5 separate regions of the Mus musculus genome follow, and regions 1, 2, 3 and 5 are each linked to region 4. Evidence: chromatin contacts called from public HiCAR-type, capture Hi-C and promoter capture Hi-C data. All regions are on one chromosome and are shown on one strand. The core of a region is the stretch at or near the end of the contact, and the rest is flanking DNA. Distances in the headings are between cores, read along the strand shown.

The links. Promoter capture Hi-C pulls out the DNA fragments that hold promoters and counts their contacts. HiCAR-type assays count read pairs that join an accessible place to other places. Capture Hi-C pulls out chosen DNA fragments and counts their contacts.
Region 1: a capture Hi-C map of embryonic stem cells shows a contact between it and region 4, with 7 times the contacts expected there. The contact joins the promoter of Gga1 here to the promoter of Rpl8 in region 4. A contact is called at or near these places in 1 of 39 promoter capture datasets (embryonic stem cells), 2 of 115 datasets of contacts at active chromatin or transcription factors (embryonic forebrain and stem cell-derived neural progenitor cells) and 3 of 9 other capture datasets (adipose tissue, embryonic stem cells and liver).
Region 2: a HiCAR-type map of astrocytes shows a contact between it and region 4, with 4 times the contacts expected there. The contact joins the promoter of Kctd17 here to the promoter of Rpl8 in region 4. A contact is called at or near these places in 1 of 39 promoter capture datasets (erythroid cells) and 2 of 115 datasets of contacts at active chromatin or transcription factors (astrocytes and pancreatic cancer cells).
Region 3: a capture Hi-C map of embryonic stem cells shows a contact between it and region 4, with 2.9 times the contacts expected there. The contact joins the promoter of Eif3d here to the promoter of Rpl8 in region 4. A contact is called at or near these places in 2 of 39 promoter capture datasets (cranial neural crest and erythroid cells), 3 of 115 datasets of contacts at active chromatin or transcription factors (astrocytes, embryonic stem cells and large pre-B cells) and 4 of 9 other capture datasets (adipose tissue, embryonic stem cells, liver and 1 more).
Region 5: a promoter capture Hi-C map of erythroid cells shows a contact between it and region 4, with 8 times the contacts expected there. The contact joins the promoter of Mroh6 here to the promoter of Rpl8 in region 4. A contact is called at or near these places in 2 of 39 promoter capture datasets (embryonic stem cells and erythroid cells) and 2 of 115 datasets of contacts at active chromatin or transcription factors (bone marrow-derived macrophages and large pre-B cells).

Annotation. Positions count from the first base shown.
Region 1 is chr15:78,875,004-78,879,043 of GRCm38.p6, reverse strand. Gga1 (golgi associated, gamma adaptin ear containing, ARF binding protein 1) reads right to left here and starts at 1,854. Exons shown (of 17, transcript NM_145929.2): 1 at 1,427-1,854. The coding sequence starts at 1,469.
Region 2 is chr15:78,426,012-78,430,439 of GRCm38.p6, reverse strand. Kctd17 (potassium channel tetramerisation domain containing 17) reads right to left here and starts at 1,876. Exons shown (of 8, transcript NM_001289671.1): 1 at 1,573-1,876; 2 at 290-398. The coding sequence starts at 1,782.
Region 3 is chr15:77,968,720-77,973,184 of GRCm38.p6, reverse strand. Eif3d (eukaryotic translation initiation factor 3, subunit D) reads left to right here and starts at 2,361. Exons shown (of 15, transcript NM_018749.2): 1 at 2,361-2,502.
Region 4 is chr15:76,901,661-76,906,113 of GRCm38.p6, reverse strand. Rpl8 (ribosomal protein L8) reads right to left here and starts at 2,043. Exons shown (of 6, transcript NM_012053.2): 1 at 2,005-2,043; 2 at 1,664-1,811; 3 at 1,434-1,575; 4 at 1,078-1,296; 5 at 143-258. The coding sequence starts at 1,801.
Region 5 is chr15:75,886,098-75,890,295 of GRCm38.p6, reverse strand. Mroh6 (maestro heat-like repeat family member 6) reads left to right here and starts at 1,524. Exons shown (of 14, transcript NM_001282443.2): 1 at 1,524-1,869; 2 at 2,110-2,262; 3 at 2,420-2,574; 4 at 3,178-3,295; 5 at 3,479-3,663; 6 at 3,751-3,888; 7 at 4,019-4,133. The coding sequence starts at 1,573.

The DNA of each region.
Region 1 (4,040 bases), core at 605-3,104, 2.0 Mb before region 4:
CAGCTTCAGTTGGGGAAGTGCCTCCATGAGATCCAGCTGTAAGGCATTTTCTCAATTAGTGATCAAGGGGGAAAGGCCCATTGTGGGTGGGACCATCTCTGGGCTGGTAGTCTTGGTTCTATAAGAGAGCAGGCTGAGCAAGCCAGGGAAAGCAAGCCAGTAAAGAATATCCCTCCATGGCCTCTGTATCAGCTCCTGCTTCCTGACCTGCTTGAGTTCCAGTCCTGACATCCTTTGGTGATTAACAGCAATGTGGAAAATGTAAGCTGAATAAATCCTTTCCTCCCCAACTTGCTTCTTGGTCATGATGTTTGTGCAGGAATAGAAACCCTGACTAAGACAGATGGGGAAAATATCTATGGTCCTCTTTTACCTCTGACCTCCTGAGACCCGTGCAGTACTGTATCTCATGCAGTCCATGGTCACTGTCTCCTTCTAACCACCAATCAACCCCACTGCCAGGCTGACTCTCCTCCGCCCCCCCCCCCCCCCCCAGATCGGTGAGCTCTGGGAATCAACCTTCCAGTTCAACTTCCTTCGAGGCTGGCTTCAAAGATGCTGACCATGTCGGCCCACACCACCCTGCACAGATCCTTGCTATATCTCAGACCAGGAGGTTGAGCTTGAGGATAGACCGGAAGGCTTCTCTGGGTCACATCCCTGAAAGGCCTTGGGACAGACCTGTCACTAAATGGACCAGAAGAGCCAACCTGCAGCTCCCAGGGGCAGAGTTCAGGAATGGGGTTGGCAAGGCCAAGGATCTTCAACAAGCAGTGTGGGACAGGGAGAACAGAGGATGGGGCTTGGAAGCCAGAGTTGGAGGAAGCTGTTTCGAAGGAGACAGGAAACAAGGACAGAGGCCTGGGGAGGAGGCTCAGCAGGGGCTAGGAAAGCAATCTGGGACGCAAAGCAAGGCTGGGCTTGGGTATAACGACAGAGAACTTGATTTCCTTATGGAGTCTTAGACGGGACCCTTTCAAGCACTGGGAGTTTCTCCAGGCGCGGACAGAGCTGGATCAGATGGGCCAGGGGTCCCCCCTTTCCTGGGCTGGGGGACCGAGCAGATCTAAGAAGAGCTGCGGGCACAGGGTTTGAAAGACTCAGGCCCTGAGGAAGTGGGGGGATCCCTCTAGGGGAAGACTCGAGGGTCTGCGCTTTGGTGCAACAGGCAGGGCCTTCGGGGGTCCGGGATAACTCTGCGCCACCGGGTCACCGGGGTGGGTGGGCGGCGCCCGCTCCCGGCCAGGCTGCGCGCAGCTGCCAGGGTCCGAGCGGAGCGACAGACTGGGGCGCCGCCCCTCCGGGTCGGGGGGCGGGGCGTGAGGAGGGGGCGCGCGGACCCCGCCCCGCCGGGAGAGAGAGAGGGGCCAGCCTCGCGCCCCCGGTTCCGGTTCCGGTCCGGCTCGCGCCCCTCCCGGACACTCACTGATTCGTGCCTCCAGAGTCTCCGGCTCCATCGCGGGCTCCATCCGCCACGGGCCCCCGGCCTCGGCGCCGCCCCCCGCCCCCCGGCCGCTCTCGCGGGAACTCCTCGGCTCCGCCCTCGGCCGGTTAAAGGGGCCGCGTCCACCCCGCGGAGTAGGAACGCGGCACCGGGACGCCGGGCACCATCGAGACGCGGGTGGAGCCGCCTAGAGCGTCGCCTCGTCGGCGCCCCTCCCCCTGGCGGCTGGCGGAGTCGCCGGTGGGGCTGGTCGGCGGCCTCGCAGCTCCGGGCGCTCGGGCGGGAGAGGAAGAGGAGAGCCTGGGGGTGGCGGGCGGCACCATAGAAACCCCGCGGGACCGCTCTAACTCAGTTAGCGTCACGCAGAGACCCGTGACCGCTTCCGGGACAACGCTCCGGAGCCATGTTTCTGAAGGGGTTCTGAAGTCACTTCCGGAGCCCTCAGGGGTACTTCCGCTTACGTGGGAAGATGTCAAAGTCCCTTAAAAGGGCAACTGGGCACTGTGGCCGCCGCCAACGCGATGAGGTTAAGCTAACGTTTGTTTAGCTCTTAAAGCCCTAGGCATTGTTCTGAGCAGTTTTTTCCCCTTTGAGACAAGGGCTCACTGTCTTGCTCTGGCAGTCCTGAAGCTCGCTCTGTAGAATAGGCTGGCGTGGAATTCCTGAGATCCGCCTTTTTCCGCCTCCCAAGTGCAGACATTAAAGAAGTGTGCCACCACGCCCAGCAAAGGGCTAAGTCTTTTTTTTTTCTTAACCTATGAATCTACATTCAAACCCGGGAGCCAGGTTATGAGTTTGCCTGAGGTCATTAGGGGTCAGTGCTTGCACCGAGTACTTAATTCTGCATTCAGTTTAGAAACTCCTTGCATTTGGGTTATTCGGTGCCCAGCCCTGGAGAGAAAGACAAGGCCAGATATATATCCTACAAGGTGATGATAACGCCCGCACTTATCAGACAGAGGCAGGAGGTTATCAGTTCAAGGCCAGTGTGGAATATCGTATCTCAAAGCACGTAACACTCTCAAGGTGATGGGGAAGCCAGAGAGGTGGTGGCAAAATGAGAGGTTATCTTTCCCCAAACTGGAATGGTGACGACGTCAGGCTCTTTTTTTGAGGTGGTTTAGGAGGAGGCAAAATGTGAGGTACTTTCACCCGCTTTTTCCACCCTCTGCGGTCGCCTTGGCTAATTCTCAGGAATGCCAGTTCGCTCTCTGTAGCCTCTGGCGGCCGTCGGGGGAACTGGCTACTGTGCCCTCTCCAGCGAGCCTGTGCCAGGAAGAGTTAAAGAGCATCTGAGACCAAGGAACCGGCGAATCCAGTTCCGCATGCCTGTGGCCTTGGAGGGATCAGTATTCACCTTGCAGAACCAGTTACCTCATTTCAGTCGGGTTTTCTTCTGAACCCAACTCTCAGTGAGACGTTTAATTCTCTCCTGCAACCTATAAGATACGGGAGAGGGTAACAAGATGGGCTCCGCCTGCTTTGTTTTCTTTATTTTTAAAATTGTTAATGAAATAAAACCCAACTGCAGGCCGGGCAGTGGTGGCGCACGCCACCTAGCACTTGAGAGGAAGAGGCAGGTGAATCTCCGAGTTCAAAGTCAGCCTGGTCTACGGAGCGAGTTCCAGGACCCAGGGCTACACAGAACAAAACCCAAAACAAAAACCCAAACTGCATTTGCCAAATTGATTTAAAGTCAGATCACTACTCACAGGCACTTTTGGTGGAGCGACAGAGGCAGGGTCTCCTGTAAGCCTAGGCAGGCCTTGAACGCACTATAGACTTGATCTCTGATCCTTCTTTCTCCACCTTCTGCGTGCATCACCACACCTGCAAGAGAATAGGACTTCTTGCAAGCTAAGCAACACGCTACCAACTGAGAGACATCTCCAGCTACTTCTGCCTCCATCTAGAGTCCTTATAGCCCAAGCTGGCGATTTCTGTGGTACCTAGCATTTCATATAAACATGTTAGGCAGACACATCACCACCTGAGCTCTAACCTCCAGCTGCCCCACAGTGTATTTCTTTGCATGCTTGTGGTTTGTGTCCCTCCCTGCCTCTGGGAAGTCTCATCCTGAAGCATTGCATCTGGTGAATCCCTGAGTTTCTTTTCCTGTTGCTGTGATTAAACTGCTCTGATAAAAGCAACTTAAAGAAGACAGGGTTTCCCACAATTCAAGGGGAGGAGAAATCAAGGCGGTGGCAGCTGGGCCCATCACAGCTGCAGCTGAGAAACAGGGCAGAGAGAGTGTGGAATGCACACTGCTTCCCGCCCTTTCTCCACTCACACAGTACAGGTTCCCCATCGGGGATGGTGCCACCCACAGTGGGCAGGTCTTCCCAGCTCAGTAGACTCAGGCAGGGTAATCCTCCTGAGGCACGAGCAGCAGCTCATCGACCAGGTGATTGGAAATCTGTCAAGTTCACAGAACTAGCGGGCACAGTGTCCTGAGACCTAAAATAGTGCTGGGGTCCAGAAGGTGCCGGGGTTCAGAGCATAGTGCCTCAAAGCATGGCGCCTGCCCACACTGAAGGGATCTCAGAATCGGCACAGAGCACAAGCAGACACTAAATCCTCAGCCCCAAAGAGATTT
Region 2 (4,428 bases), core at 627-3,126, 1.5 Mb before region 4:
TGGCTTGCCAGAGGCCAGGGAGGAAGGACGTACATTCCCAAAGGCTACAGATGTTTCAGGACCTGGCTGGCTTCCTTTTTACCACTTCCTGTTTCCCTGCCATTTACCCAGTGACCACGGGGGTCTGTCGGTCTTGCCGAGACCTGGAGAATGGGACTCCACTCTGGGACAGGCAGAAAATAATGGGGAAATGTAGCCACTGTCCTGGCTTCAAGACAATTTTTTTAGGCCTCCCCTGAAGGCTCCGGTAGGCTGTAGAGACCCAGACCAGCGCAATGGACCAACTCACCCTCCTCGGCCATGTCCTTGTCCAGCACCAATTTTCCATGCCTGAGGAAATTCAGGATGGGCCCGAAGTAGGTGGGGTCACGGTCAATGAGGTAGGCCCCGGTCTCATCCTGTGGAGGAGATGACCACAGGAAGTGAGGGGTGTGCAAGCTTCCCCAAGCCAGCCACCCCCACCCCTCCTAACACACACACACACACACACACATACACACATACACACACACACACATAAACTCAAGTCACCACAGGCTGGCTGGAAGAATGGCTACAGGGAGAGAGGAAGCAGGAAGAAAGCAGTAAGGATCTGGGTTCGAACCCTGCCTCTGCCTTTTCCAGGCTGTGTGACCTTGAGCCAATCATCTGGCCTCTGGAGCGTTGCTTCTTTCTCCCATAGTCAGAGGATTAGATGTGAGTATAGAGGGTGACCGGATTCCTGAGTGGCCCCTTACCTCTCTCTCAGCACAGGACCCAGTGAATTTCCCTCTTAGGAAAGTTTCCCTCTTGGAGGCTGTGTACCGCGCCCACCCCCACCCCCAGCCAACCCCACTATTCACTAGATGTTTGCAAGTTTCCAAAGAAGCTGCACTCTGATTGGACAAGTGCAGCCTGCAGGGAGGACTGGGATCTGGACAACCCAGCACAGAAGACGGAGACATCAAGGGACAGGGGACTCACCCAAGGGCACAGTGTAAGAGGGCCACAGAATGGGGGACAGGGGACTTTGACAAGCCAACTCCAGAGGCCTTGCACACTAGGAGGCCAAAGTCAGAGAGCAGGGAAGTTCCCCTCTCCTCCCGATTCCTCCCTGGTCATTTGGGAATTTGGCAGGAGAGCAGGGTGAGCCCACAAGTGATAGCTCCAAAGCCAGTGCTCTTCCCTACATTAAGCCCAGCTCCAAGACACCCAGGCCTCCTCCATCTAGTTCCTTGTACCCTTCAGCTGCCCACACCCTAAGGGCGGGGAGAAGCAGCCGCATCAACTCCTTTAAGAGTCAGCCAGGGCAGTAAGGCAGGCCCGGTTTGTTGGTCCCTCCCCAGCGCTCCACAGTAAGGAAGCGTCCCGGATCTGGGGCAGCTCTCCAAAGCTCTAAATGGCTGCGGCCTGTGCTGTCCCGTTGCCACGGCAATGGGTATAGCTATTCCTCTCGGCTCCTCTTCCTCCCCCTCCTCCTGCCTCGGCTCCCCGCCTCAGAATCCTAGGAAAGCCAGAGGCCGAGGGACGCGCAGGCGGGACAGCCCGGGAGCGCGGGGCCAGGACCCCCCTGTCAGCGGGCTCAGGGCTCACCCTGTCCGATTGAAGCTCTTCGCCCTGACACAGGCGGCTGAGGAAGGACTTCTGCTCCCGACACAGCGTCTGGCGGGTGGTCAGGAACACCGTGCCCCCCACGTTCAGCCGCACCCACTTGCCCCAGCCGCCCCCGGGGCGGCCGCCCGCCCCCACCGGTGGCGCTGCCTCCCCGGCCTCCATCCTCATCGCCGGCCGCGTTGTCTGCATCCTTCCCTCCGCACGCCGCGGGCGAGTACCAGGTGCAGGGCATGCCGGGAGCTGTAGTCTGGAGCCAGGGCTGGGATGCTCTGCGCTTGTCCTGGTGTTGCTCGGACAGCACGTCCCGCCCCACATTGCCTTTCTTGGTGATCTATCATCTGGTCTCTCCGTGTGGCCAGACTGCTTGGTTTGCAGAAGGCCCTGCGAAAACAGTGATTTCCTCATTGGCTATCCCCCCCCATTTGTTCTGCTTTGTACGGGGGCCCCAGCTGAGGAATACCTGACCTGAGAAGAACTTTCTTCCTCCAGAAATTCCTATATTTACCTGAACCTACTTTTAAAAATAGGCGCACGCGCCTGTGTGTGAGCATGTGCGTGTGTGCATATGCGTGCATGAGCCACATCAGCAGTGTTTCTTTTTTGTCCCGTGTGTGGCAAAGACCACGGGGATGAGGTATAGTCACCACCTCTTCCTAAATTCTTTGAGGATATGTAGTTGGGCTTAGGGCTGGCTGAACGTTTCTGTGTGCCAGAAGCTGTGTGAGCATACATATGACTCCTTTAAGCTTCCTGCATCCCTGCCGGGTTGCTCTGGATGCCAGTCTTGGTCTAGTCTGAATGCTACGGAGTCTGCTTAAAGAGTGAACGTTCAGAAGATGAAGTTCAGGTACTGGCTTCTCTGGTGCCACTTGGCTTCCATATGTGCTTGACCTGAAGCTTGGAGATGAGGCATGGATCGGCTCTACAAAGTGGGGAAGGGGAGTTTTAGAATAGCCCCCTCCCCCATGATGCTGAGATGCCCAGGCCCCCCAGATGCCTTTCCTTGATGGGAGTGTGGGGTGTGCAGCAGGACTGGGGAGGCTCCAAAGCTCTCAGCAAAGGAGGAATGGGCTTAGGGTTTGGAAATGGTCACTCTAGCATTGGCATTCAAGGTGATTGCTGGGCTAGCAGAATGGAGAGGAAACAGGGGAGGGGGAGGATCCTGTTTGGGGGACATGGTCACTGCTGTTCTCACCCCACTGTTCAGTGAGTTCCTGAGGACAGTTGTTCCTTTTAGGACAACACAGCAGGTACAAAAAGACCTGACTTAGGGATGGCCTAGTTTCACTTTCTGTTGATGTAATATTAACATCCTGCCAAAAGCTAACGTAGGAAGAAAATGGTTTATTTGGCTCATAATTCCATATGAGCTCTTTGCTATAGGGAAGTCTAGGTTCCAGGACCTCGAGGCAGCTAGCCACATCCACAATCAAGAGCAGAGAGAGAACAAATGTATGCTTGTACTCAGCTCACTGTCTCCACTCTTACACCGTCCTGGGCTGAAGCCTAGGGAATGGTGTCTCCCACAGTGGGCTGTGTCTTCCCACATCAATTAATGTAATCAAGACAATCTCCTACAGTCATGCCCACCTGATTCAGACAATTCATCACTAGCTCTCTTCACAGGTGATTCTAAACTGTGTCAAGCTGACCCATCACTGGGGAGGTGAGAGGGGCAAACCCCTTGCAAAGGATGGAGGTCAGATCTTCCTCCTTCGGGCTGCACATATACCTGTGATGTCCTCCAGGCAGGGCCCTGTTATAAGTACCTGGCCACAGACACCAAAAGCATCCATCAGAGATAAGTTCATTGAGCACCGTGCTCTCAAGACCACACTCTTGGTGTGCCATCGCGATCAGGGTGATGACGGCAGCCACCAGGACAGCAGGTACTGTTCACTGAGAGCTTTCCTGGTTCAAGTGGTGCCCACACATGGGCCGTCCTCATTCCGGGACTCTCAGATATGGATCCTACTTTTCCATGCCTCTCTTACAGTAGATAAAAGGAGGCTCAGGGACTGTGGGACAGTGCTGGGAGAGGCTATGGAGAGCAGAGTCAACCTCAAAGCCTTGCCTCACTGACTCGGAAGCTGTCCCTCCTTCCTATGGCAACACCACAGGTGAGGAGACCACAGTCCACACAGCCGGTCCAAGCAGGCCAGTGGGAGTCCAGCACACATCTGGACATTGTCCCTGTTTGGTGTCAGATGGGCCAGTACCTTGAGGGTGAATAAAGAGGAAGGCTTGCCTCAAATTCTTCTCCTTCTTTCAGAACCCCTACCCTGGACAGACAAGCTCCTCCGACAGACACCTAATGTTCTCCCCCTGTGTCACTGTTCCGTTGCTGGGATAAAATAACCTGAGCGCAATAACTTGAAAAGAGAACGAGTTATTACGTGTTGCTTACTTTCCATAGTTTATCGACTGTTGGTTTTAGTTTCCCTTTTTAGAGGTATGGTGGGGTGCAGTACTGAGGACTGAACCTAGGGTCTGCTTGCCTCGTGGCAGAAAAAAAGGAAGAAAGGAGAGCAGAGAGGAGAGGAGAGGAGAGGAGAGGAGAGGAGAGGAGAGGAGAGGAGAGGAGAGGAGAGGAGAGGAGAGGGAGAGAGAGAAACAGAGACAGAGTCAGAGAGACAGAGACAGAAAGAGACAGAAACAAAGAAACAGAAACCAGTGACAAGTTCTACTGTTCGGAGGTGCATCCCAGAGTTACCACTTCCTCCATCCAGGCCCTTCCTCTGAGTAGCCCACTCAGCTTGAAACTCATTAGTTCCAACGGAGCTAATGTAATCCATTGATAAAATTAATGGCCCCATGTGCTAATCACCCCCAATA
Region 3 (4,465 bases), core at 1,112-3,611, 1.1 Mb before region 4:
GAGGCCCCAGTTTCCAACTTTCTGACAAGAATGTAAACTTTGGCTTGAGACAGGATCTCATATAGCCCAGGCTGGCCTTGAACCTCAGTCTGAAAATGGCCTTAACTTCTGATCTCCCTATCTCTACTTCCTGGGTGCTGAGATTACCAGTATATACCAACATGCCTGGGTGCTGGGAATCAAACCCAGGAGGGATGTAGGTGAGTCTTTTTTGTTATTTCCTGTCTCTAAAAGCAGGTTCTAACCGCCTTAGGTCCACAAAACACTTCTTGGGCACACTCTAGAAAAATGCCACCCCACAAGAGTGACACAGAACTGCAGAATTGTAGTTGGGGGGGAGAGGTGGCAGGGACCCTCATGAGAGAACAAGCTGCGCGGTGAGCAGAGAATGAGGCAGGACCCTCCAAATCGCTCTCCATCTGAGAGAGCAGAACAGCTGGGCCACAACAGGGGAAAGATGACTAAACTCCAACGACAAGCTGTAGCAGATGGCCTCTGGGAGCCACTGCAAAAAGAAAGGGGAAAGGAGAGAGGCATGATGGGAGCAGTTCAGCAAAGATACATGCCTCTTTATATTTTAAGGCATTTTGATTTTCTACTGATCTGGGCTCTTGCTATGGAGCCCAGGCTAGCTTCAGGTCTGCCCAGGCTGACCTCCCATTTGCAGCAATCCTTCTGTCTCAAGTTTTCAGGTGTTGGGAGCTCAGGATCAGCTGGACAATTCAGTGAGAACTTGCTTAACAACTGTTTAAGTCCGAAGGATGGCTGTTTTCAAAGCAAGTGACTTTTCTCACAATCTCCAACTTCACCAGCTTCTGTCGTTATGATCCCTCCCCTTCAGTTTCAGAGTAGAGGGATCCCAGAACATGCTGCAACTAACTCTTAAAGACATACAAACAAACACACACACACACACACACACACAATAGGACCCAGACAGTGACAGTAAACCTTTGGGGCAGAAAGTACAGCAAGTGTGGGACCTGCTGGGAGAGGAATGAGAGCAGGGTCGTGGTGGCCAGAGCAGAGGTTGTTCAGAAGGGCAGGGAGATGTCAGGCCACATCTTCCCTCGGAAGTGTGGGAAGAGCTTTGAGCATCCTGAGGAGCAACCCACTGGGAGTATGAATGGTTCGAACAATGAGGGAGATGGTACTATGAGGGCAGACAGCACTCAGGTACGGCTGAAGTTACAACACAGACAGGCTAGTCCCAATGTGGTGGGAAATTTAAGTTAATGACGAGGACCCAGCAGGACCCACCAAATCCTGAGAACACAAATTGGGGAAACGGGAAGGCAAGCTCATTGGTAAATTAGTGAAATGGGTAATCCCACCAACATTACCATTTCCAACACAGGTAGAGGCCAAATCACCTGATCAAATTCATCCCAGTGGTATCCACGGTAAGGACCCGAATGTGGAAATGTCCTTTGACAACCATTTATTTTACAATTTATTATCTAGCATTTCCAGTTTCATTAAGGGAGGAGGGGAGAGAGATGTCAGATATGAAGGCCATAAAACTACACTTGGCTGACCCTGGACACCACATGTATCTAAGATGTTTTTTTTTTTTCTTTTTTTAAAGATGTATTTTCTAATCAAGGAGATCTGCTGAGAAACTATCAAGGAAACATAAACAGCAGGCAGAAGGGACCAGCTTTTTAAAAAACGCCCATCCCGAGTCTCTTTCCAGACGGCTGCAGGGGGTGGAAGACGCCAAGAGGTCACACTGACCCGCACCCTGTGAACTGTGATGATCAATTAAGACGTAGCTTGGATAGCCCCGATCTGAATATCGATTTAGAGCGAGGCACTCTAAATCTGCTTTAAAAAATAGCGACCAGAAATCTCCGTTGAAAGACGCTTGTGACCTGTGGGACAAAGGTTTGAGTCCTAGCGGGCACCCCGAAGCTCTAGCAACCCGGACTAGGCAGGTCATTTGCCACCCTGCGTTGGGGCCACAAGTGACAAGCACACGAAACGCGCCGGGCCACTCTCCAGATAACGATCAGCCAGACCGACGACCACGCTGGGGCCAGCGAGCGCGGCGGGGCATTGTGGGAGGCAGAGGAGGCGAGCCTGGCGCGAAGCATTATGGGACACCGCGGGGACAGCTCCGACTCCCCGCCCCGGCTTCTCTGGCCCCGAGCGTGACCACGATTCAGTTCTGAACCTCTCCGGGCGTCCCCAGACGCCACTGACGTAATCCCCTCACTTGTGTCTGGCACCTCAGGGGCGAACGAGGATTTTTTTTTTTTTTTTTTTTAAAGCCGAGAGCTGTGACACACTTCCGGTTGTGTCTCACTTTACGGCTTGACATTTTTCCGCTGACTAAGAAGGAAGTGGTAGGGCCATTTACGACAGCGCTGGTCGCCGTTTACGGCACCGGCCCCTGCGCGCGCATCTTCCCTCCTGCCTTGACTCCTCGGAGTATCCCGGCAATCGCAGTTTTTTCCCCGGGCCATCTGTCGCCATCCGGGCCCGTGAAGGCTTTTGCAGGTGAGCGGCTTGTTTCGTGGGACCCTGCGGACCTCGCGAGCCAGCCTGGGCTAGACGTGGCTTCGGGAGCTCCCGGAAGAGCCTTCCTTTACGTCCTGTCGCCTGTGCCCCTCCGCTGGGCGGGGCGGGAATTGGCCCCCGGTGGTCCCAGGCACGACTCAGAATGCAGGACACCGGACCTTGTGTGTGGATCCCTCGCTCGGCGCTCTGCTCAGCGCCGTGGGGTGGGTTGTGGGGCGACGTAGCCTCCTCTAGGGGTTCGAACAGATTGTTTCTGTGCTCCGAAATGGGGGGCTGAGAGTAGGTTCCAGCTCTGATCGGAAACGGAGCCCAGGAGTTAATGGCCCCCACCTGTAGTGTCCCCAGTGACCCACACTGTATTGTGGCCAATACAGCTGTCGCGCCGTTTTACTTTTCCCCTACTGCTTTCTTTCTGATTCACGTGTGCAGTAGCCGAAGGACCAAACCCTGTCCATCCAGGGAGATAGATGATGATGCACATCAGGCCTTGAGCCATCTTGAACTTGTGACAACTCAAGTTTACAGTTGCTTTGGGGGCAGCCTGTTGGGTATGGCTTAAAGCCCCAGGTGGTCAGGCTGCCAGCTACCCACAGTATAACCAGAAGGAGGTCGGGCCTAAGTAGACAGCCTTGGAAACTTTTTGAAGGGATGGGCAGATGGACTCCTTAAGTTAGCAGAGCTAGCTTTGTGTCTCAAAGATGGGGTGTGTGGTAGCAGTCGGTGGTAAAGCGTCCAGCACAGCACCCCAACATCCTGGGGCCTCTTACTTCATGTCAGCTGTTTGAAGGCCACCACACCCCACCACCACCACCTCACCCTCTCTCCCACAACCCCGTGTTCTTCCTACAACTTAGCATACGTTCATATTTGGAGGGTGAAGCTCCTGGGTTTACTCTTGTCCGTGTCACCTAAGTATCACCAGCTTCCGTGTGTCAGAGGAGGAGGAGAGGCTACTGAGCTCTAATGGTGGACAATTTCAGGTTTCTTGTGTGTGGTCAATGCATGGGTTTTTTTTTTTTCCTTTTGTTGTTTGCTTTGGTTTTTGATGGGAAGTGTCCAGCAAGCCCCTGGATTATACAGCTATTAGCTTTTACTTTCCTAAAATGAGCTGTGGTATATACTATATACTGCGGGGCCAAAGCTACACTGCCTGTGTTCAAATTTTCTTACCCAGAAAATGGGACTGGCCCCACGGGATTGTCCGAAGGGTTTAGTGAGCGCGTGTGCTGTAAGCGGTCAGAACAGTGTCCTGGTGCTCCTGCGTATGGACATTTGACACTCGGCCGCTTTTGCTCTGAAGTTTGTGACCACCTTGGTCACCAATGGTCCTTTTGCTTGGCTGCATGCACTGTACAGGACTTGTGCTGATGGAAAATTGGAAGGGTGGGGTCTGATTGAGGGTTCAGGGGATGGTCTTGTTTGGTTGGTTTTAGTCCTTTATTTTTAGGATTTTGTTGTTGCTGTCTGTGTATGCACGTGTGTGGGAGTTTGTGCTGTGGCATTCTGCTGGAGAAGGCCACGTGTGGGGGTCTGTTCTCACTTTCCACTTTGGTTCCACCTTTACTTGTGGCACCATCTCAGCAGCCCGAGGGTCTTTAAAGCACTGTGTGCCGGTGCCTTTGTGTAACTGAGTGGTAATTGTGCAGGGTGACAATCACCAAGACTTTGACCGAGGCCCTCTGATGGAGACTGGGTTTAGAGACATTTGCTGTTGGGTGCTTTGGTGAAGGTGTTTCGGGGAATTCACTACTCTTACCTCCTTGAATAATTGAAGACACCTTTATCATATGTTCTACTGAGAAAGACGGGACACCCCATCAAGGAAAGGCACAGCTTCATTGCAAAGATGTTCACCAAAGAACCTGTCCTAGAATCAGTGAGACATAGGAAAATGTCGCTGGTGTTGGCAGGGTTCTGCGTTTTGAGTGTTCTTTGAACAGTT
Region 4 (4,453 bases), core at 794-3,293:
GAGAATGAAGTTAGGTTAGTGTAAGGGTCATCTCACCTACGTAGGGAACACGGGAAGAGCCGACAGCCCAGGACCTCCCTGCTGCAGATCCTCCCAGCACAGCAACAAGAAAAGCCCACTCACTCAGTTCTTGGTTACTTACATTCATGGCCACACCCCGCACACGTGGCCAGCAGTTCCTCTTTGCCTTGTACTTGTGGTAGGCACGGCCAGCCTTTAAGATAGGCTTGTCAATTCTGCCCCCACCAGCCACAACACCTGAAAAGTGACACAACACCTCTGAGACATGCACCATTCACCATTAGTCTATGGCAGAAATCTACAACCCCACAGAAGTCCAGCAAGCTCTACCTAGGAAACCCCTTACCCTCTGCAAACTGACACTTTGACAGGTGAGGCAAGGACCATGCCTGTATTAAAGCAAACTGTTGACTCAGCCCAAGTTTCCATGGGGTGCACCTCAATATTCAGTGCCTGATATTCAAGACAGGTCCTTCAACCTCTGAAAACACCTCCCACAAATGGGCAAACCCACCTACCAAACACAGCATGCTTTGACCACGTGCCCTCAGAACTTATCCTATGCAAGGATGAGGTTAGCAGATCCTAAGATGTTTCCAAGTAACTAAACAAGAGATAAGTCATGGCCCCTTTTCACTGACTTGAACATCTTTTAACAGCCACTACTGGTCCTATCTTTTCTAAAATGAACCAACTAAACTCAAGTGCAGGATCAGAATTCCTAGGTCACAGTGCACAAAAGTGTCAAGCGGTGTAATCTTTTTTTAACCTAATTTTATGTATACACAGGCATCTTTACCTACATGTCTGTATCCATACACATTTATACAGTGCCCAGAGACCAGAAAAGAATCAAATCCCCAGGACAGGAATCAGTTAGTTGTTTACGAAGTAGGTATTCTAGCACTCTACAACTAAATCCCCAGTTGCATTCTGTTAGTCTTCTCCCATGACCAAGAAAATAAGCAATGTGGTTCTATGGCCTAGGCCCAGCAGCTGGCAGTTCATATGCCGACCACCCGCGTCTTCAAGGCCCCACTGCCCTCCCGCACTCACCAACAACGGCTCTGTTGGCAGAGGAAATGACCTTCTTGGACCCCGAAGGCAGCTTCACTCGAGTCTTCTTGGTCTCTGGGTTGTGGGAGATGACTGTGGCGTAGTTCCCGGAGGCTCGGGCCAGCTTGCCCCTGTCCCCAGGTTTCTCCTCCAGACAACACACGATCGTACCCTCAGGCATGGTGCCCACGGGCAAAACATTGCCGATATTCAGCTGGGCTGTGGAGAGAGGGGGCAAAACGACTGTTAACGCTAAAAGCCATGCCAAACCCACACCGATCCCAACCCACGAAGCTCAGCTCAGCACCCAAAGTCCCGGGCCCAACCCTTCCTTCCTTCCCCGCCTGGAGGCTCACCCTTCTTGCCGCAGTACACGAACTGTCCAGTGTGGATCCCCTCCGCTGCGATGAACAGCTCTGTCCGCTTCTTGAATCGGTAGGGATCCCGAAAGACGACTTTGGCGAGGGGAGCGCCGCGGCCAGGGTCATGAATGATGTCCTACGGGTCAGGGTGGTGTATTGTATTCTAAGGCCTGCTCGAGACGCCCGGTTCCCCGCCTGCTTAACTCCCGCCGGTGCCCTCCTACCTTTACGATGCCTTTAATGTAGCCGTGTCGCTCCGCGAAGTCCACAGCACGTAGGCGCGCGGCGCCCTTACGGTGCTTCACGTGCGCACGGAAAACAGAACCCGCGCCTTTCCTCTGCCCTCGGATCACACGGCCCATGGCGGCGAGTCTGGAAATGGTTCGAGTTCAGCGTCCAAAAAAATCCCCAGCCTCCTGCCAGCCCCCAAGGCCGAAAGCAACGCCATCCCTCCCTTCTGATCCTGGACGAGTGGGCCAGGCCGCATGACAGACCGCCAAGTAGTTAACGGCGGCGGATGGCGGTGGATAATTTCAAAACCCGCAGCGGACAGAGCACAACTTACCTGCCGGCAAGCAAGGCCGAAAGAGGAAATAGACGGGTCAACGCAGCCTTATCTTCCGGGGCGGGGCCATAACTCCGCCCCTTCCCCAGCGCAATGCCTGTCGGGTCTTGTAGTCACATGCAGGTGTCCTGTGTGTCTACCAAATTGCTGAACCAAGGCAATTGCTGAAACTTGTCGTCCTGGGGAGAGGCAGACTCTGAAGAAACCGACTCAAGAGTCTTACGGAGGAAGGGCGGGAGAGAGGAGGCTTCAAGAGGTGGAAGGATTTGTCCAGGGCAACGCCACGCAGAATCTTGAGCTTCCGAGCTGGGCCCAGACGGAGGAGATTGGATGTGCAGACACTGGAAACCTAGTGCTTTGCCGAACTAGAAGATTGAAATTTGACTGGGTCAGGCGGAGTTCCAGGACAGCCTGGGCTAGAAAACAAGTTCCAGAACAAGCTAGGGCTACAAAGAAAACCCAGTCTGGGGTAGGGGGTTGGGGGTGGAGGGGAGGAAGGAGGTGAAGAAGAACAAGAAGATAATGATTGGGATTTAAGAAGGTCACCTGCGGAGTTCTCAAGATGTCTGGCAAAGAAGCCAAAAGTTAGTGGCCTCAGCAATTGGAAAGAGGGTGGGGGCAATGACCCTGGAGAGCTAAAGCGGGGAAGGAACGCAGCGATGCAGGGCGATAAAGTGGCACAGAGCCCCCCAAACAGAGGTTCTTCATCTGAGTGAAACCTAAGTAGTCAATGGCATAAACGTGTAGACTGAGAGGGAGGTAACTGAGGGTCAGGGTCCCAATTGGTAAGAGAGGTTTGTCAGAACTGGGAGATTTTACATGGCAGAGGCTAAAATTGACATATTGAGGAGGAAGGGACATGGGTTGGTGATCTGACACACTGAAAAGAAGAAGGGACAGGCCAGACGTGGTGGCACATGCCTTTAATCCCAGGGCTTGGGAGGCAGAGGCAGGTGGATTTCTGAGTTCGAGGCTAGCCTGGTCTACGGAGTGAGTTCCAGGACAGCCAGGGTTGTACAGAGAAACCCTGTCTCGAAAAAACAAACAAACAAACGAGGAAAGAACACCGAGTTATCGTCATGGCTCAAGTTCCACAGGATGCTGGTGCACAGGGTATTCCAGAAGGGTAGTGGAGCTTTGGGTGGCAGGGTTCCAGGACTTGCAGAGTGGTAAATCAAGCCACCCAGGGGCAGGGTAAGGAGTTGAGTCAGCCCAGAAGAGAACCAGAATGAAAGATGCCTATACAGAAAAGTCTGTGGGAGGATGCCTGCTAGTGCTTTGTCTTGTGAACCGTGCAGGGCATAGGGCCCTGCCAGCACTAGGGTATATCTCAGCCAACCGGCCCACAGGACAGTTTTGTGAGAGTCTGTAAATGTATGTGCAAGTTTTCAGCCCTGTCACACTCTTCCTATATAGGCATCTGCCACTGGGTTGTCCTTTCAGAAACAAAGACATCTTTAAAAAAAAAAATTGTTGTTTATTTTATATGATCTTCAGCCACACCAGAGGAGGGCATCCGATCTCATTGCAGATGGTTGTGAGCTACCATGTGGTTGCTGGGAATTGAACTCAGAACCTCTAGGTAAAGAGCAGTCAGTGCTCTTAACTGCTCAGCCATCTCTCCAGCCCTGAAAAAAGACACCTTATATATTTATTTATAGACAGGGTTTCTCTGTGTAAACCTGGCTGTCCTGGAACTCACTCTAGATCAGGAGGAACTCAAACTCAGAGATCCATCTGTCTCTTTTGAGTGCTGCCATTAAAGAGGAGCACCCCCACCATCAGGCAATTTTTTTTTTTAAGATTTATTTTATGAGTCTGGGTGTTTGGCCTGTACAACTGCACCAAGTATATGCCTGGTGCCCAGGAATGACAAAAGAAGTGATTGGAGCCCTTGAAAATGGAGTTACAAACAGCTATGAGCTGTTACGTGGCTGCTGGGAATCAAACCCAGGTCTTCTGCAAAAGCAACAAGGGCTCTTAACCACAGACTCAACTCCCCAGCTCCCAAAGACACTCTTGACATGCCCAGTGGTTCCAAACTCCCCATGGAGTGGGAGGTAAAGTACTGGACAGGTGCCTCGGACACATTCAAAGGTTTTAATCCACTAACGCTGCATGGCTTCACTAGCAGCCGACACACCACTTGATCCGTCTGCAGAGTACTCCTGTGACCAACCTTCTCCTCATCTGACCTGGCTCTATTCAATTGTCACAAGCTGTACTCATAGTTTTATTGTTTGTTTTAGATTTACAACTTTCTGAGTATGAGTAGTTTGCTTGCATGTATGTTTGAGTACCACATATGTGCCTGTGTTGGATGTCTTGGTGTTGGGTCCCCCCTGCCCTTCCCCCACAACTGAAGTTACAGAAGGTTGTGAGCCACCACGTGAATGCTGGGACTTGAACCCAAGTCCTCTTTGCAAGGGCAAGTGCTCTTCACTGCTCA
Region 5 (4,198 bases), core at 275-2,774, 1.0 Mb after region 4:
AGAGTCTAATCATAGCCCCAGGCGCTTGTATCTGCTAAGGGCAATGTGCCTATGTCAGGCGTCCCAAGCCAGCCATCCCTGCCTGATCTATCATCTGTTATAGGCCTTGGGGGTGGGGGTGGGAGGTCTCAGTTTCTGACCCAGTAACCGAGGAAGGAGGAGGAGATTTAAAAAGCTGAGGATCCAAGGAGCTGCCTCAGCGAGGGCTGGAGCTGTCTGGGTACAGCAAGCTAGGTAAGACTCAGGAAGAATTGCTCCAGAGACAGTTGGAGTGTCTTAGGCACCCTACCATTGTTGTGAAGAGACGCCATGACCATGGCGACCAACTCTTGGCAAAGAAAGCATTTAATTGGAGGCTTTCCTATGGTTTCAGAGGTTAGTCCATGATCAATGATCATCATGGTGGGGACATACATGCAGGCACGGTAATGGTGACAGAGGGGAGAGTTCTACATTCTGAAAGAGACCCTAGCCTTGGCATGTGCTTTTGAAACCTCAAAGCCCACCCCTGTGACACACTTCCTTCAAGAAGGCCACACCTCCGGATCCTAATCTTAGAATAACACCGCTCCCTGGTGACTAAGCATTCAAATGCATGCGCCTTTGGGAGCCATTCTTATTCAAACCACCACATGGTTTGGTTCATGGCTTGGTGGGAGGCAGAGTTGGGGCTTGGGTAGCCCGAGGTATAGGAGCTGAAGAGCGTGAATGCCCACTGCTTGGAATACTTCCCCATGCACTTCCGCCTGGAGCAGTCTGTCAGACTAGTTCATCTAGCTTCCCTGGCTTAGCGCTGGGCAGTGCCTATAGTGTGGTTGGGTGGAGAGCGGGGATTTAGGGTAGAGGTTGGGCCAGCCCTGGGGAGCATGAACCTGGAAAGGAAGACAACCGGGCGAACAGTATACATACACACTGCCTACGCAGACACAGGGAAGACAGTCTCAGAGAAGGAGGGGCTGGACAGACAGGGCATGAGACATACCACCTCGGGACTGGCAAGGATGCAGAGGAGCCCGCATCAACAATAGTGGGCACTTGCAAATGTATTTAGGAGGCATCACCAGCCTCACCTCATTTGCTCCACACCCCAAGTGTTTCAAGTTCAGGGAGAATGACAGTACCTGACCACGCCCGTTCCTAGGATATTTGGCTATGTGGTCTAGCCCAGCCCCTGACCCTACTGGGGCTTCCTCAGAAGGATCTAAAACTGCCCTGGACCCCTCCCCCAGGCAAGAGGGGGATGGGCAGTTGGGTTAAAGACCTTTCTCTCCTCCACGATAGTCCATGATCTCCATGGACACTGGTGGGCAGGGCCAGACTATGCAGTGGCCATGTCCCACTTGGCTCCAGCAGCCTGGGCAGACACCCTTCACAAGTCCATGCTAGGATATCTCTGTGATTGAACAGCCAATCACTGGCACATGCTCAGACTCGCATGTACCTACGTCTATGCCCACGCCACCACGCCTGTCTGTAGGCCCGCCTGTGGGCCCGCCCGGGGCCTGATTCTAGGTCAGGTCTGGACACAACTTCACTGGAAGAGTGGTGGCAGGTGCCGCTGGTAGGAACACTATGGCTGGGGGTGTGTGGGGTCGGGGCCGGGACGGCCGGGACGGCCCTGTGGGCTCCCTAACTCTGACAGCTCTAGCGGAAGGAATCCGGGCTAGCCAGGGGCAGCCTGTGGGACCCTCTTCTACAGGCCCTCAGTCTGATCCCCAGGAGCTTGGGCCCGAGCCTGAGCCCTATATTCAAACACTCACCCCTGCCTTTGAGGCCCAGCCTGGGAATGAAGTGGTTGCCCCCACAGCTGGTAGTGAGATCTATTCCCCACACAATGCCCAGGAGCCAGCCCCCGAGAGACCGTACCAGGTGAGTAAGAGGGCAGATGCTGGATGATGCAAAGTTTGGCTGTTCACTTGGGCACTAGAAAGACAAGAAGTACGGGGGGGGGGGGGGCATTGAGGAGTCCTGAGGGTAAACGGATGGAAAAGATCATACGGGAGGAAGGTTTGTCGCCATCTGAGGGATGGGAAGACTGGAGGACTAGGGAGGATAGTTGAGATCGGCTTGGGGACTTCAGAAACTCCACGTTTCATTCTTCCATCATAGGCTTCCCAGTATTCCTGGGAGGAAGGAACCCTTGCAGACCTTGCGTTGTATACAGCTGCCTGTCTGGAGGAGGCTGGCTATGCCGGGACCCAGGCAACAGCGCTCACTCTGTCCTCAGCCCTGGAAGCCCGGGGGCAGCGGCTGGAGGACCAGGTTAGCATCCCCATCCAGAGAATCCTGCAAGCCTCCCTTCAACCTCGACCACACTCCCCCTAAAGGCTGCTCTGAGTGTAGGGAGGTGCGGTGCTGGCAAGAGTTTCCTTTTGAGGTCCTGGGGCTCTAACTACTGACGTTTGTTCCTTTTACCCAGGTCCACGGTCTGGTGCGTGGGCTGCTGGCACAGGTCCCTAGCCTGGCAGAGGGGAGACCCCGGAGGGCAGCCCTACGGGTGCTGAGCGCACTGGCTCTGGAGCATGCGCAGGACGTGGTGTGTGCGCTGCTACCCAGTTCGCTACCCCCGGACCGGTAACCCTCCCCGCCCAGCCGCGCTGCGCTGCCCCACGCGGCTTCCTTCCCCCTTCCCGCTTGATAGCTTGGTCATAGGATCTGGTTCCTGCAGCACCGGGCAGTAAGGGAATAGGGCCCCGGAAATCCCTTCCCCTAGACTTTTGCTGGTGTTACACCACCATACCTGGGTTTAGTTTAACTCTGACACTCTCCTCTCTCTCTCTCTCTTCTCCTTTCCCTCCATCCCCTGCTTTTTACCTGAAGATGTGGGCGGCATAAGTAAGCACGGTGGCTTGATCACCTAGAAGCCTCTGGCTCTTCGGGTCATTTACCCCAATATTTATTTTTGGTTAATTCTTTACAATAATTTTAAAAATTAAAAAAAATAATGTTAGGTCTGTTTCCCAGTAGCTGACACAACGGGGCTCACAGTGTAGTCCAGAGGGCTGCTGATCTCTGGGGCTGGCTCTGTTGTCGTCTGCGTTTGTCTTCTCTGGGATATGGGATGGTGGAAGGGTAAAGGATGGTTTGCTTCTGGAGCCTTTTCCTAGAGGTCGCCGTGGTGGGCTTTCCTGAGGATTCTTTGCAACTCCTCTTCACTACATGGCCCCTCACCCCTAGGGCAGCCTCTGAGCTGTGGCGAAGCCTAAGCCGGAATCAGCGAGTAAACGGGCAGGTGTTGGTGCAACTGCTGTGGGCACTGAAGGGTGTGGCGGCTCCCGAGTCTGAGGCCCTGGCAGTAAGTGGCTTCAGCAAGAGCCATCAGGGGGCGTGGCCTACACATAGGGGCGTGGTCTGGCCACAAGCAGCCAAAGAGTAACCACTTACGGTAGGACTAGCTCCAGAGTTACACTTGTCTGGGATATCCTGTACACATCCAAAAATTGTCAGAATTCCAAGGGTGGGCTCACTTGATCTACAGGCCACTCGCGCTCTTGGAGAGATGTTGGCCGTCTCTGGCTGCGTGGGAGCCACTCGAGGCTTCTACCCTCACCTGCTGTTAGCACTGGTCACACAGCTGCATGAGCTGGCTCAAGGTGCTCATTCCCCCGACAGCCCTAAGGTTTGGGAGCCTTCCCACCGAGGGCCACCTCACAGCCACGCCAGGTGAGAGAAGGTACCCTGGGATACGTGAGTGGTGGGACAGGCCTCCCTTGCCCTCACTGCCCACTGCACAACTGTTCGCACCTCCAGCTGCACAGTGGAGGCCTTAAAGGCCCTGCTCACAGGGGATGGTGGCCGAATGGTGGTCACATGTATGGAGCAAGCAGGAGGCTGGAGGAGACTGGTAGGAGCCCACACACACCTGGAGGGTGTCCTGCTGCTGGCCAGGTGAGGAGGCAACCCAGGACAGTACAACAGGAGAAGGCTCCCTGCTAGCCAGGTGCGATGGTGGCATGGGGGAGGAGGTGGGGATGAGCCCTTCCAAGCGGAAGAAGAACTCCCCTTTCCCCTACTTCAGTGCCATGGTGGCACATGCTGATCACCATCTCCGAGGCCTTTTTGCGGACTTGCTCCCTCGGCTACGAAGTGCCAACAACCCGCAACGCCTCACCGCTATGGCCTTCTTTACTGGGGTGAGCCTGCTTCCCAGAACGGTAGTGAGTGGTGACTTCCTGCTCAGACACAGAGATATGCTGAC